3 separate regions of the Mus musculus genome follow, and all the other regions are linked to region 3. The links are chromatin contacts, called in public HiChIP or PLAC-seq maps. All regions are on one chromosome and are shown on one strand. The core of a region is the stretch at or near the end of the contact, and the rest is flanking DNA. Distances in the headings are between cores, read along the strand shown.

What was found. HiChIP or PLAC-seq counts read pairs in DNA pulled down with a chosen protein or histone mark.
Region 1: a contact with region 3 is called in a FOXA1 HiChIP or PLAC-seq map of pancreatic cancer cells. The contact joins two enhancer-like sites. A contact is called at or near these places in 1 of 484 Hi-C or Micro-C datasets (bone marrow-derived macrophages) and 3 of 115 datasets of contacts at active chromatin or transcription factors (double positive thymocytes, embryonic stem cells and pancreatic cancer cells).
Region 2: a contact with region 3 is called in a FOXA1 HiChIP or PLAC-seq map of pancreatic cancer cells. The contact joins two enhancer-like sites. A contact is called at or near these places in 2 of 15 datasets of contacts at CTCF or cohesin (pro-B cells and stem cell-derived epiblast-like cells), 8 of 484 Hi-C or Micro-C datasets (the Ba/F3 cell line, the N1E-115 cell line, bone marrow-derived macrophages and 5 more), 13 of 115 datasets of contacts at active chromatin or transcription factors (T-cell acute lymphoblastic leukemia, embryonic basal ganglia, embryonic forebrain and 9 more) and 2 of 9 other capture datasets (embryonic stem cells and liver).

The regions. Positions count from the first base shown.
Region 1 is chr8:34,274,300-34,277,792 of GRCm38.p6, reverse strand. No RefSeq gene overlaps it. Among named protein-coding and RNA genes, the nearest start is that of Gm29243, 59 kb to the right of the region's middle. Within about 2 kb of position 1,487, at least 62 of the 459 cell types and tissues checked have an H3K27ac peak or open chromatin away from gene starts, as enhancers often do. A contact at or near this core is called in bone marrow-derived macrophages and pancreatic cancer cells, where this site is marked.
Region 2 is chr8:34,222,496-34,226,528 of GRCm38.p6, reverse strand. It overlaps Gm29243 (predicted gene 29243), which reads right to left. Exons shown (of 4, transcript NR_166073.1): 3 at 2,561-2,667; 4 at 379-498. Among named protein-coding and RNA genes, the nearest start is that of Gm29243, 7.7 kb to the right of the region's middle. Within about 2 kb of position 1,353, at least 50 of the 459 cell types and tissues checked have an H3K27ac peak or open chromatin away from gene starts, as enhancers often do. A contact at or near this core is called in pancreatic cancer cells, where this site is marked.
Region 3 is chr8:34,844,287-34,848,227 of GRCm38.p6, reverse strand. Tnks (tankyrase, TRF1-interacting ankyrin-related ADP-ribose polymerase) reads left to right here. Exons shown (of 27, transcript NM_175091.3): 20 at 865-947. Among named protein-coding and RNA genes, the nearest start is that of Dusp4, 39 kb to the right of the region's middle. Within about 2 kb of position 2,272, at least 25 of the 459 cell types and tissues checked have an H3K27ac peak or open chromatin away from gene starts, as enhancers often do. A contact at or near this core is called in bone marrow-derived macrophages and pancreatic cancer cells, where this site is marked.

The sequences.
Region 1 (3,493 bases), core at 238-2,737, 570 kb after region 3:
GATGGTAAAAATGTGAGACTAACAGGGTTCCTGTTTGTTTTGTTTTGGCCGTGCCTTACTTTTTGTTATTTTATCTCGTTCATAGTTTCCCTTTTCACCCACTGTCTATAATGTAATTCCCTCTCCCATTTTGCCCTTTCTCACCCAAGCTTCCTTCCTTGGAAGATCGCCCTTTAAAATCGGGTTTCCCACCAACAGAGCAGCCATGCTGGTGGAGCCGTCACCGTGGCTCTGGCCACAGACCTCTTACACTCTTCCTTAGAAGACGACAAGCAGCCATGCCCCTGAGGGTAACCATAGCAATGATTCACTTGGGCCATATTCTTATATGACCAGGATGAAATCATACAGTGTAGATCCCTGTGTCTAGCTCGGTTCTATCTTATCACGTGACTCATCCACAGAACACAGTATGTTCTCTCTCCTGCTGAATTCTACTCTGCGTGGATATGCCACAACTGATGCCCTTGAAATCACTTCACCTTTGGGGCCAATGTGAACAGTGTTGATGTGAGCCTTCTTGTGTGCATCTTGGTAGCTGTCTGAATATCATATGCCTGGGGCTAAAATTGCTTGTTCACAGACAAGGATTGTGCTGGCCAGTTTTATATCAACTTGACATAAGTTAGAGTTATCTGAAAGAAAGCAAACTTAATTGAGAAAATGCCTCCATGAGATCCAGCTGTAAGGTATTTTCTTAATTAGTGGTTAATAGGGAAGAGATCAGAGCATTGTGGGTGGTGCCACTCCTGGGCTGGAGGTTCTGGGGTTCGATATATAAGAAAGCAGGCTGAGCAAGCCACGGGGAGCAAGCCAGTAAGCAGCCCCCCTCCATGGCCTCTGCTTCTGCTCCTATAACCAGGTTCCTGCATTGATTGAGCCCCTGGCCTGACTTCCTTCGTGATGGATGCAAAAGCAGAAGCCAAATAAACTTTTTCCCCCCTAGCTTGCTGTTGGTCATGGTATTTCATCACAGCAATGGTAACCCAGAGTAAGAAACGTACATATAAAAATCCTTCTTGCTGCACATACTTGTCAATATCACAATATTGCCTTTTCTGCTTAACCTGTTTTAGTAATACATGGTAATCTTTCACCACAATAAAGCATTTATTTATTTTGTTATTAAGCCTTGGCTGTCTGCTTTTAGAAGTGTATCTTGGTCATTTCTCTCATACTTTGTTTTGGAGCAAACAGACCTTTTCCCTGATGACTAATGAAGTTATCATGCTCACAAACCAAATGAGTCACGGAGCTAAAGTGAGACTTAGAACAACAGCCCGAAGCCTCTAGGCTTTTGCTGCCACCAGAATAGGGAGTTCAGGGTCAGTTGTAGTTGGTAATTGTGGCCAAGAAAAGCCAATGAATAAATCTTAAATCTTAAATGTCCTTAAACCATGACGGGACTCGTGTGTGTGTGTGTGTGTGTGTGTGTGTGTGTGTGTGTGTGTGTGTGTGTGTGTTTTCTTTTGTAACTCATTGCATAGTTCCCCAGCATGAACTTTATAAATAACTGCATCATGCTACAATGTCAAAAGGTGGTGGTAGTGGGTGAGCTAAATAATGGCATGGCCATTTATGAATTACAGGGACTGACCTAAAAATTGTGTGTGGGATAGATGATAGAAAGTGAAACTGTGCGTAGGTAAAAATAGTTAGAGATAAGTGGGACAGGAAGAGAAGCAACAAAACCGGAAAACAAAGACAAACCAGTGCAAGCTGGAAAGGGAAATTTACAAGAACTAATCCTTCGATTCTTTTTTTAAGACCAAAAGCAGAAAAAGAAAGGGTTTTTTTTTTTTTCCTTTCTGATGACAGATGGACACAGTGGGCCAGAAGACAAGGCAGTTTTTGAAAAGTATATACTTTGTGTAAAACCCAATGATTTTTGACATGTCAGCTATATCCAAGAGAAAAAAAAATACCTCATCCTGAAAAATGGGAATTTTGGTTCAAGAAATATAAGGCTAAAGATAGAGTTGGGTGAATCAGTTGAAAAGAGATCTAGAAGTGAAGATAAGTTAGAGAAAGGTCAGAGAAATAGGAAGGGGGAGTCTGCCTGTTCCAGTAACTCAAGGACAAAAATCAGAGCAGTGTGTCTACGGCAGTGGGTCTAGAGTATCGGGTCTAGAGCAGTGGGTTCTATAGCATCTACGGCAGTGGGGTCTAGAACAGCAGGGTGTAGAGCAGCAGGCCTAAAGCAATGGGTCTAGAGCAGTGGATCTAGAGCAGCAGGGTCTAGAACAGCAGGGTCTAGAGCAATGGGTCTAGAGCAGCATATTAATAGAACATTTAGCAATGTCTTCCATTGTGAAAAGCAGGAGAATTGGGTCAGGAGTAATTGAAAATAGAGTTGAATGAAACCATTTCCATGGTGGAGAGCTCTTCTTATTTCAGACCCTGAAAATCCAAGGACCATAATCACTGAAAATTCCATAGCTTCCAAAAGTTAGATTTGGCTTGCAGATTTCCCACTTATGTGGGAATAGTGATAACCACGCCCTTATAATAGTTTTTGCAGAAAACCTATCCACTACACTTACTGTTTCAGATATGTTCCATTTCGAAGCAATAGCCCATTGAATTTGTGCAAAGATTGAGGATGAAATGCTGAGTTCTGTGTGAGCAGCTGTCATGACAGATCGCAGATCTTGAGTGGTTAGATTCTGTTGTTCTGGATGTTCAGCCAGGGTGTTCTGCCTCTCAAATAAGCCTCGGCCTAGGAATCCTTAGGCCCCTATTGTGGCCCTGTGTGATGCTCACAGGACCTAGTTTCACTCAGATCTCAATCTGGTTTGAGGCTTTACACTACACATGAGCCAAACTCAGCAAAATGACAAGCAGGGTGACTCACATTATGGGAGTGAGTCTCTTTTCACTAGGATCTACTGGCCTTGTGATGAAAAAGGACAGCTTTGACATGTACTCTGGAGGTAGGCACTGCTGTTGGCACTGATGTCATGGGGGCTGAGCCCCTAAATGGGGCAGGGAAGTTGTGGACACAAGATGGGAACGTTGAGGGCCATCCTGCTGCTTTAAACACTGTCCTGGGGTCTGAGGTAGACTTAGACAGAGATCCTTAGCTCACTGTTTGAATATTATGGTTTATTTAGAAGCTGATCTCAAGAAATGCCCATGGTAGGTCAAAGAGGCAGGATAGGAGAAAAAAAAAGTAAAAGAAGCCACTCTGTGGAATTAGAGAACTGTCACACACGGTGTCAGGCACAGCCCGGGGGGTATGCTCGAAGCTCAGGTGCCTCATCACTTCCTAGCAATTCTGGCTTGCCCTCAGGTACAGGATGGCTCTGAGAGGCCAGGCAGAGCTCCAGGCCAAGAAACGCCATGGTTGACGTTGGTTCCAGATATGCGCACACCAACTGTTGTGCTGAGGATGAGGGCATAAGGCCCTGTCACCTACTCAAGCCCTGATAAGGAGAACACTCTATAAAAGTCAAGGCTGTAGTGATCTCTAGTGGACCTAAGCATAGGACAT
Region 2 (4,033 bases), core at 104-2,603, 620 kb after region 3:
CACTCACACACGGAGAGTCAGTACAGGTTTTTAGAAAACAAAACAAAATCTCCTATCAAGAAATAATGTCAAGGGGGCGGCAGGGATGGGGGGGTGGCAGGGATGGGGGACGGGGAGATGATCCAACAGTTAAGACACTCTCACACAGGGTCCAAGTTCAATTCCCAGCATCTGCATCAGGTGACTCACACCACCTGCAACTCTAGTTCCAGGAAATCCAGCACCCTCTTCTAGCCTCTGTGGCCTTGCACATGTGAGTAAACACACACACACACACACACACACACACACACACACACACACACACACACATATATATAAATTAAAATTTTAAAATGTCTTTAAAAGAAATAAAAATCAAACAAAAGAAAGAGTAAGTGAATGGGAAGATTCACAAGTATAATTTTTAATCAAAATAAGTTTTTTAATGCTATGCCACAATTTGAATTTAAAAAGGATGCTTCATTTGCATATCTTGAAAGACCTTGGATTTCATCTCTAGGAGTGAGAGAAAGAGAGAAAATTATAAATCAATATTTAGTAGTTCAGCCAGGAAAACAGTATTCCATCAGTTCTAAATGGTGTAGAAGCTTAAGGGTCTAGTTCATCACAGTAGTCAAGGAAGCCAAATAGGTTTTCTTCATGAATCTAATTTGCATCTCAAGTAACTCAACAGAGCTAGCTTGTGCTAGCACACCTTCACTATCCGGTCTTGACAATACTGCAGGGCACTGCCATTTGCTTATAGGTTCTGAGTGATCAGACGGCTGAGCCCCCCAACTCTGCCATCTGGCAGCATCCTCTGGCATCCCGTCACTACCTTTGTCCTTACTCCCAGACTCCAGCCAGTTCTTGGTTCCACAGGCCACAGGCGTGGGGTGGGGGCGGGGCAGGAGGGTGACTATGAACAAAGGTTATAGCTAACAAGAGTGCTGTTGCTGCACATACCAACATCATTAGGGTTTGAATGGGTCCGGTTTTGACAAGCACCAGATCCGGTCCTGCTTTAAGAGGGTGAATGTTTGCAGGAGTGGCAAATGTCAACCCACCACAGATGGTGAATGCCAAGTGTCACCCTCTGACTCATTTAACATTTGGATTAGTGACCCAGGAAAGTGTAAACGGCATGTTAATGTTATCTGTGGATGACACCATACGGGGCAATGAGCACATGAGAAGGTAATGCAGCCGGTCCCGGGGACTCCAACAAAGGAAGAAGACCGGATGTCAACTGGGCAAAAAGAGATGAGCTAATGTAATAGGCTTACAAGCCACAGATAATGGATGGGCTGATGGCCGACTCAGATGGTGGTAAAACAAGGAGTGAGTCACACACAGCACACCATGATTCCATACAGAGCCCACGCTGTCGGGCCATCCTGTCAATGAGAGGTTCCAGCCACTGTCTGGTGGACACTGTGTGTGTGCTTTCACAGTAAAGAACAGCTAGGACGGTGAGTCAGAGAAGAAAGGCATGAGGAAAGGGAATTCTGGGGAAATAGAAGATGAACTGGGCGAGCCTTCTGCAAAAGTCAAGGGTACAAAAGTTCGCTTCTGCGTGCTTCTCTTGCTTAGACTCCCTTAGTGTGGCTTCATCTCAGGGCCAAGGTGAATGGAACCTCTCTCTCTCTCTCTCTCTCTCTCTCTCTCTCTCTCCATCTTGAGCATCACATTGGGTCTACAAATATTAAACTAATATACAGCCTTGGCTCAGGCTCTCCTCTGCCTGACTTCAGGTTCTCAGCACTGTGCTCAGAGCAGAAGGCCCTCTGTTTACTCTCAAGTCTCTTTCCCATAATATAACCAGCCAGTTAGTGGCCGTAGCACTTTCTCCTCTGCAGGTCTTCAATTAAACCCTCAAACGCTGTGACAAAACTGAGGGAAGGAGATGGGAGTGGAAGATGCTGGGTGGGAGCCAGAGGTAAGGAACTAGATTAATCTGCCTACCCAGCCCCCACCCCCACACCCCAGGCTCTGCGGAAGCCTGCTTTTACAGTTCTCTATTCACAGTTTTTCAAACTGTTATCACTGCTTTCCTGTCCTTATTCTTCTTTGTCAGCAAGCCCACCCTTAAGCAATTAACCGTTCATTAACACCTTCACGGAGAATAAAAGGAAGCAAAAGGAATGGGGAAGAGAGGAAACACAGGCTATGAGCTCCGACTCTCTGAGACAGAGAAATTGTTTTGTTGATACCATGAGCAGCATCCAATGTAAAAATCTTATTGCTACCTACAGAATCTTTCTTGGAGCCAAGAGCAAGAGATAATGGGGTGAGCGGGATTAGATTTGCTTCTTCCTTTAGAGTGTATTGTATTATGACCCTCGACCTTCAGAATCTTGGGAAATTGTCTTAGCATCAGCTGGACCCTTAATCTACAGAAGGAATTTAGTTACTTACGATCGCTGGGTTGACTCTTCCCTTACTGAAACCTCACTCAATGGAAGTCAGCCTGAAACTTGCGTAGACTGCTATAGCCACTGGGGAAAGGGGGGGGGTAGGAATGATCTTCTTTGTCACCACAGGGAACTTGGGGAGGTGGCTACCCCAGGCTTCTTACCCATCTCCACTCTGTAAATAAGGCAACAGCAGTAGCCACCCAAGTGAACCAAGCAGCCAGCAAAGACTCTGCTTCCCAATGAGGACTCCGTCAGCCATGGCATCTCCCTGCGGTAGAGGAATGCTGTGGTAGGAATGCTGTGGTAGAGAGCTTCCCACTAAAATCAGTTGAAGAAAGTTAGCCTTCTAATAGGGAAAACCAGCCTTCGGTTGGTGGTAAATATGGAGACTTTATGCAAAAAGTCAGACGGAGGGCGAAGATTTCAAATTTCAAGACTCAGAAATGCAGAAATGCATGTGTTCGATTTTGAAGTACCTCTCCATGGGATACCAAGTCTCCTTACACAGCTATCGGTTTGTAAATCAAACTCTGACTCATTCCAGTATTGAAAACACATCTCAGACTTCACATTTCCAAGGTCCAGTTATGTCCACTCCCAGGTATTTCCATCTTTTACAGACAACTTCACCATTATTCTCAGTACTCAGATGAGAAATCAATTGTGACATCAACTTTGGCTTAAGTTAGATTCTCCTCTTCTGTCTCCGTCTTTCTGACTTTGTTTCTTTCTGTCTCTGTCTCTCTGTGTGTCTGTCTGTCTGTCTCTTCATCTATGTCTCTCTGTCTTTGCATTCCCCCCTTCCCCTCCCCATTCATCCATCCAACCTACCTACCTCTGCTGACCATTCTGGGCAGCTACATCCCAATCTGGGCAATCTCACGCCTCACCACCCAATCCTGATCTAATGACCTTGGGTCGGTCAGGTCTCCTGTTCCCCACAGCTGCCTCAGTGAACTGCTCTCATTGCATTGCAGCCTGCCTGGTCCTTTAAACATTGAAATATAATAACTCTCTGGTCAGAGAAATCTCCTATGGCTTCTCCCTTATCTCAGAGTGAGGTCTAAAGACTTCATCAGGACTAAAAGGACCCTCAGTTGCCTCTTCTGCCTCATCTTTCCCTAATTAGATCTTCCTTTTCATTGCTGAGAGACCAAATCTTTTGAGTTCTGACTCCATTTTAGAGAACCTAACCCAAGTTTGAACTCAGGTAAACTAACAGGCTGGTACCTAACATTAGTTTCCAAGTTGCCCTCACCCCCAACAAAACCAGAGCCTAGCTCCAGTCTCTAGATTAATTCCTAACAAGACCAGTATCTCCAGGTTACACCCTCAACAATACCAGCATCTCCAGGTTATTTCCCCAGCAACCTGCCTCCCCAGGTTACAAGCCCACCCCCTGCCTAATGACCACCAATGCAGAGGAGAGCAGAAACTAAGTTTATTATATGACTTCCAGCACCAGCCAATTATGTTAAAGGCCATGGTAGCTCTTCAATTAGATGCCTGTACACGTACCCCTGCTTGCTGCATACTATAAAGCCTTGCCCCGATAGATATTTGGGGCTCTACCACTACCAAAACCGTCCTGTGTGACAGCGGGTGTGTTGGAGGAACCCGAGCTAGCTTGAATA
Region 3 (3,941 bases), core at 1,023-3,522:
GATATTCAACATTGACCTCTGACCTCCACATACACATAGAAATAAATAAAAATAATTCTTAAAAAGAATAAATCAAACTGGGCGGTGGTGGCGCACGCCTTTAATCCCAGCACTCGGGAGGCAGAGGCAGGCGGATTTCTGAGTTCGAGGCCAGCCTGGTCTACAGAGTGAGTTCCAGGACAGTCAGGGCTACACAGAGAAACCCTGTCTTGTAAAACCCAAAAATAAATAAATAAATAAATAAATAAATAAATAAATAAATAAATAAATAAATAAATAAATAAATAAAATAAAAAGAAGAAGAAGAAGAGGAAGAAGAATAAATCAAAATAGTAACTGATACCTTCTTCTTTTCTTTTAAGTCATTGAAAGTACTAATTCTATCAACTATGGTCTTGAGCCTAGGTACTGCTCTTGTAGAGGACCTGGTTTAGTTTCCACCACCCACACTGTTTAGCTCACAACCCTCTTCACCCCAGCTTCAGGGAACCCAGTGTACTCAGCTGGCTCCCAGGGAAACACTTCGCGTGCAGATACGCAAGCATAAAAACACACAAAGCTAAAAATAAATGTCTTAGACATAAAAATAAGGTGGTAGGAATTATATTCCCTGTAGAGTTAATATATACATCTATATTTTAGTTCTCTATTCTATGTGTATTAGAATTAATGTAAGTACTGTTGCTATGCCAAAGAGAAAATTCAGCATAACTTGGAAGTGCCTGATTTAAATTGACATATTTGGTATTGGTTTTTGTCATGTGAAATCATCTGTACAGGCAAGTGTCAAAAAATAGGGTTATGCATAAATGCTGACCTTGCGTAGAATTAGGAAATTCTAAGAGATTTTACTGTTTGTTTTAGTTGCGGGTCTTGACATGAACATCAGCCAGTTCCTTAAGAGCCTTGGCCTTGAGCACCTGAGGGACATTTTTGAAACAGAGCAGGTAAGCGCTCACGTGCTCTTTCAGCTTTTCATCTTCTGAGTTATTGACTTCATAAACTTCGCAGCTGTTTATTTTCTGTGTTATGTATTCTCTTTATTTTGTGACTTATAGTGTTCTGCAGTTTGCCTCGTGTTTAATCTATGTGTATGTTTTTACCTTGCTTGTTAGCTGCCTGAAATACATGTAGAGAAGCCAGGGAGCCCAGCACTTTGCGCTCATCTCCGACGCTGACAGTTCAGAGAGCCGTCCTTCCTCTGTGGCCAGTTTTGTTCAGTGCAGTCTGTGTCAGGTTAGACGTGAGAAGGAAGGGTTCAGCTTGCTGAGAGAGCACTTGGTGAACTTAGAGCAAGAAACTATCTCAAGAATATTCTCAGTTTTTCTGGTTTTTGTTGTTGTTGTTTCCAAAAGAAACTGGCATTTATGAGCTCATCTTCTTGTGTTACTAGAGAGAGCTCTTCTGTTTGCCAGACTGTTGTCAAAGGTCATGAGTTCTTACTCCCATGCTCCATGGTAAACACTGAAGATGAAACTGAGTTTAATATTACTGGTGGACATGGAACTTTAGGATGGAGAGTCACTCAGACCCAGTGCCCCATTTCCCAGGTGGAGGTACCTCCATATGCCCATGTCAGCCTTTCTGGCAGGGAGGATAGCTTGTGCAGGAGAATATAGCTGTTGATGTCTTTTTAAAGTCTAGTCAGCTTTAGGGCCCACTTCACATCTTTATTTTGTGACTTATGTTCGACAGTCTACCCCATGTTCAATCTGTTTGTTTCAGGTTTGTTGTTACCTTGTTCTGCACAAGTCTGTTATTTAGTCAGTATATGCACTGAGTTTGGTGAGCTACATAACAAATGACCATGGACTTGGTAGCCTAACAGATGTTTTTCTCTCAGAAGACTGAAATCAGATGGGCAGGGTGCACTCCCTGTAGCAGTTCTAGAAGAGTCTGCTCCCTGCCCTTCCAGCCTCCTTGACTTAGGCCACGCATAGGCCACCTTACTCCAGTCTCTGCTGCTGTTGGCACGATGCCTTGTCCCATGTCTGCCTTCTCACGTGCCTCTTACTGGGACACTTCCTTTAAACTTGGGCCCTCCTGGTGACTATCAGAACTTCCTCTCCCTGTCGTCCAATCATCTTCTGGACTAGAAATGTCCTGTGAGAATCCTGTAAACTGGGTCTTTGTCACTGTTTGAACACACATGCTCTTCATTCTGACTCATGTCTGCAGGAATTGTGAAACTTCACACACACACCTTGGTCTAATAAGCCAAAAACCTCCAGTTCAAACAAGGGACCCACCTCTTGTTGAGAGCCGTTGTTTCTGAGCTTTCATGCGCTTGTTCTTACTTCCTGTTGCATGCTCTCTGTCAGGAACTGACCTCCTGTGCGTGTTTCTCATGTTATTGACTTGGTAGTTTAATGACTCAGTCTTCAGTCAGCTTATTCTTTTTATCAGTTTTGTTGTTCTTTTTACTGCAGTTTTCTTCTGAGTAAATCGATGTCCCATTGATTTTCTTTTGTCCAAAATCATTTCTATAGCCTTTTCAGAGTCAAGACGTTAATTGTTGCACTTAATGCATATTACCTTGTGTAGGCCCTCTCCTCTAGGTAGTGGTGTGCTTTTCTATGTATCGAAACTGTCTTTTGGGCCACTGGGCAGACAATTAAGTTTGTGTTTATTATTTCAAGTGCAGATGTTATCTGTCTAGTCTTCAGGTATAAAATATTAAGTCTACTTAATTCTTCCGCGGCATACCTTTAGAATTTTCTTTTCTGTCATAAATATTGTGTAGCAGTCTGGTAATGTGTATCAACAAGCATGTGACCCTTCATTGTGTCCCCTTATCCCTTCTGTGACTGTGTTTGCTGAGACACTTTGTATAGTGTATTCCGCTGTTCTCGTCCTGCCTGAGAATACCCCTCTCCCTCTCCTGAGGCGCGAGGTAGTTCTTTTAGTTTGTGTCCTAGAAGTTCTTACACTCCACCTTCACAGTTCCTTCTCAGAAGTCTCTGCGCTGTCTTATTCCATAAACACTTTAGAAATAATCATCAAAATTCCTTCTAGTTAACTATAGCATTATGTAACATCTTCTCACACTTAGACTATAGCTTCCTACCTAAAATGTTTTGTTTATGGGAAAGGAAAATTTAATTTACACTATAATTTCTGGAGCTCAACTGCTACGACCTGGATTTTCACAGAAACTGACCATCTACATTCTATAAAAGGTCGGACTCATTGAATTCTATGTAAATATGATTATAACATCACCACCCTCAAGGGAAAAAAGGTCTTTTCATTTATAATCGTTAATTTTCTCATCACATCCCAGGTAAACAAGCGAATCTTTGGAGCAGGCAGCAACCCTATAGACATAGCATTTACTTTATATGCAGGGCCATTTTATCTTATGAATGAGTAACTTTAGTATAAGGATCTTATATCGATGTATGCTAGATATGCACAACCCCCTTCTCCCCAAGACAAGAACTTGAGGAGCAAACTTGTGGTTTCTTCCAAATACCAAACATATTCTCTTAACTGTTCCCACCAGATAAGTCACTGGAGGCTTAGAAGTAATAAATAACATAATTAAATATAGAGGGGAAAGTACTATCCTGTCATTTCTACTGTATCATATTAATAACTAGTCAGTAAGTATAGCTCATACCCAAGGGGAAGGGAGTTGAAGTCAGAGCACCAATGCTGGAGACAGGATCTTCAGCAGCTGTGTAAGAGGCGGCTTTCCGTACAGGGAGGAGCCTGGCTCCTCAGCCCCGCTCTGTAAACCAGAGTGGAGTAACTCCAGGTTCCTCTCTGGTGCAGCGGGCTTGGGCAAGGATTTTTATATTCATTTTGTGATTGGAAGTCTGTGTGTTACGCTTTATTTCCTCTCTAGAGCATGATTGGAAATATCCCTTGGGGTGTTGTCTTCTAGCCTGACTTTGACACCCTTCAGCTATGCACTATTGAATGGCAGTTAAGAAGAT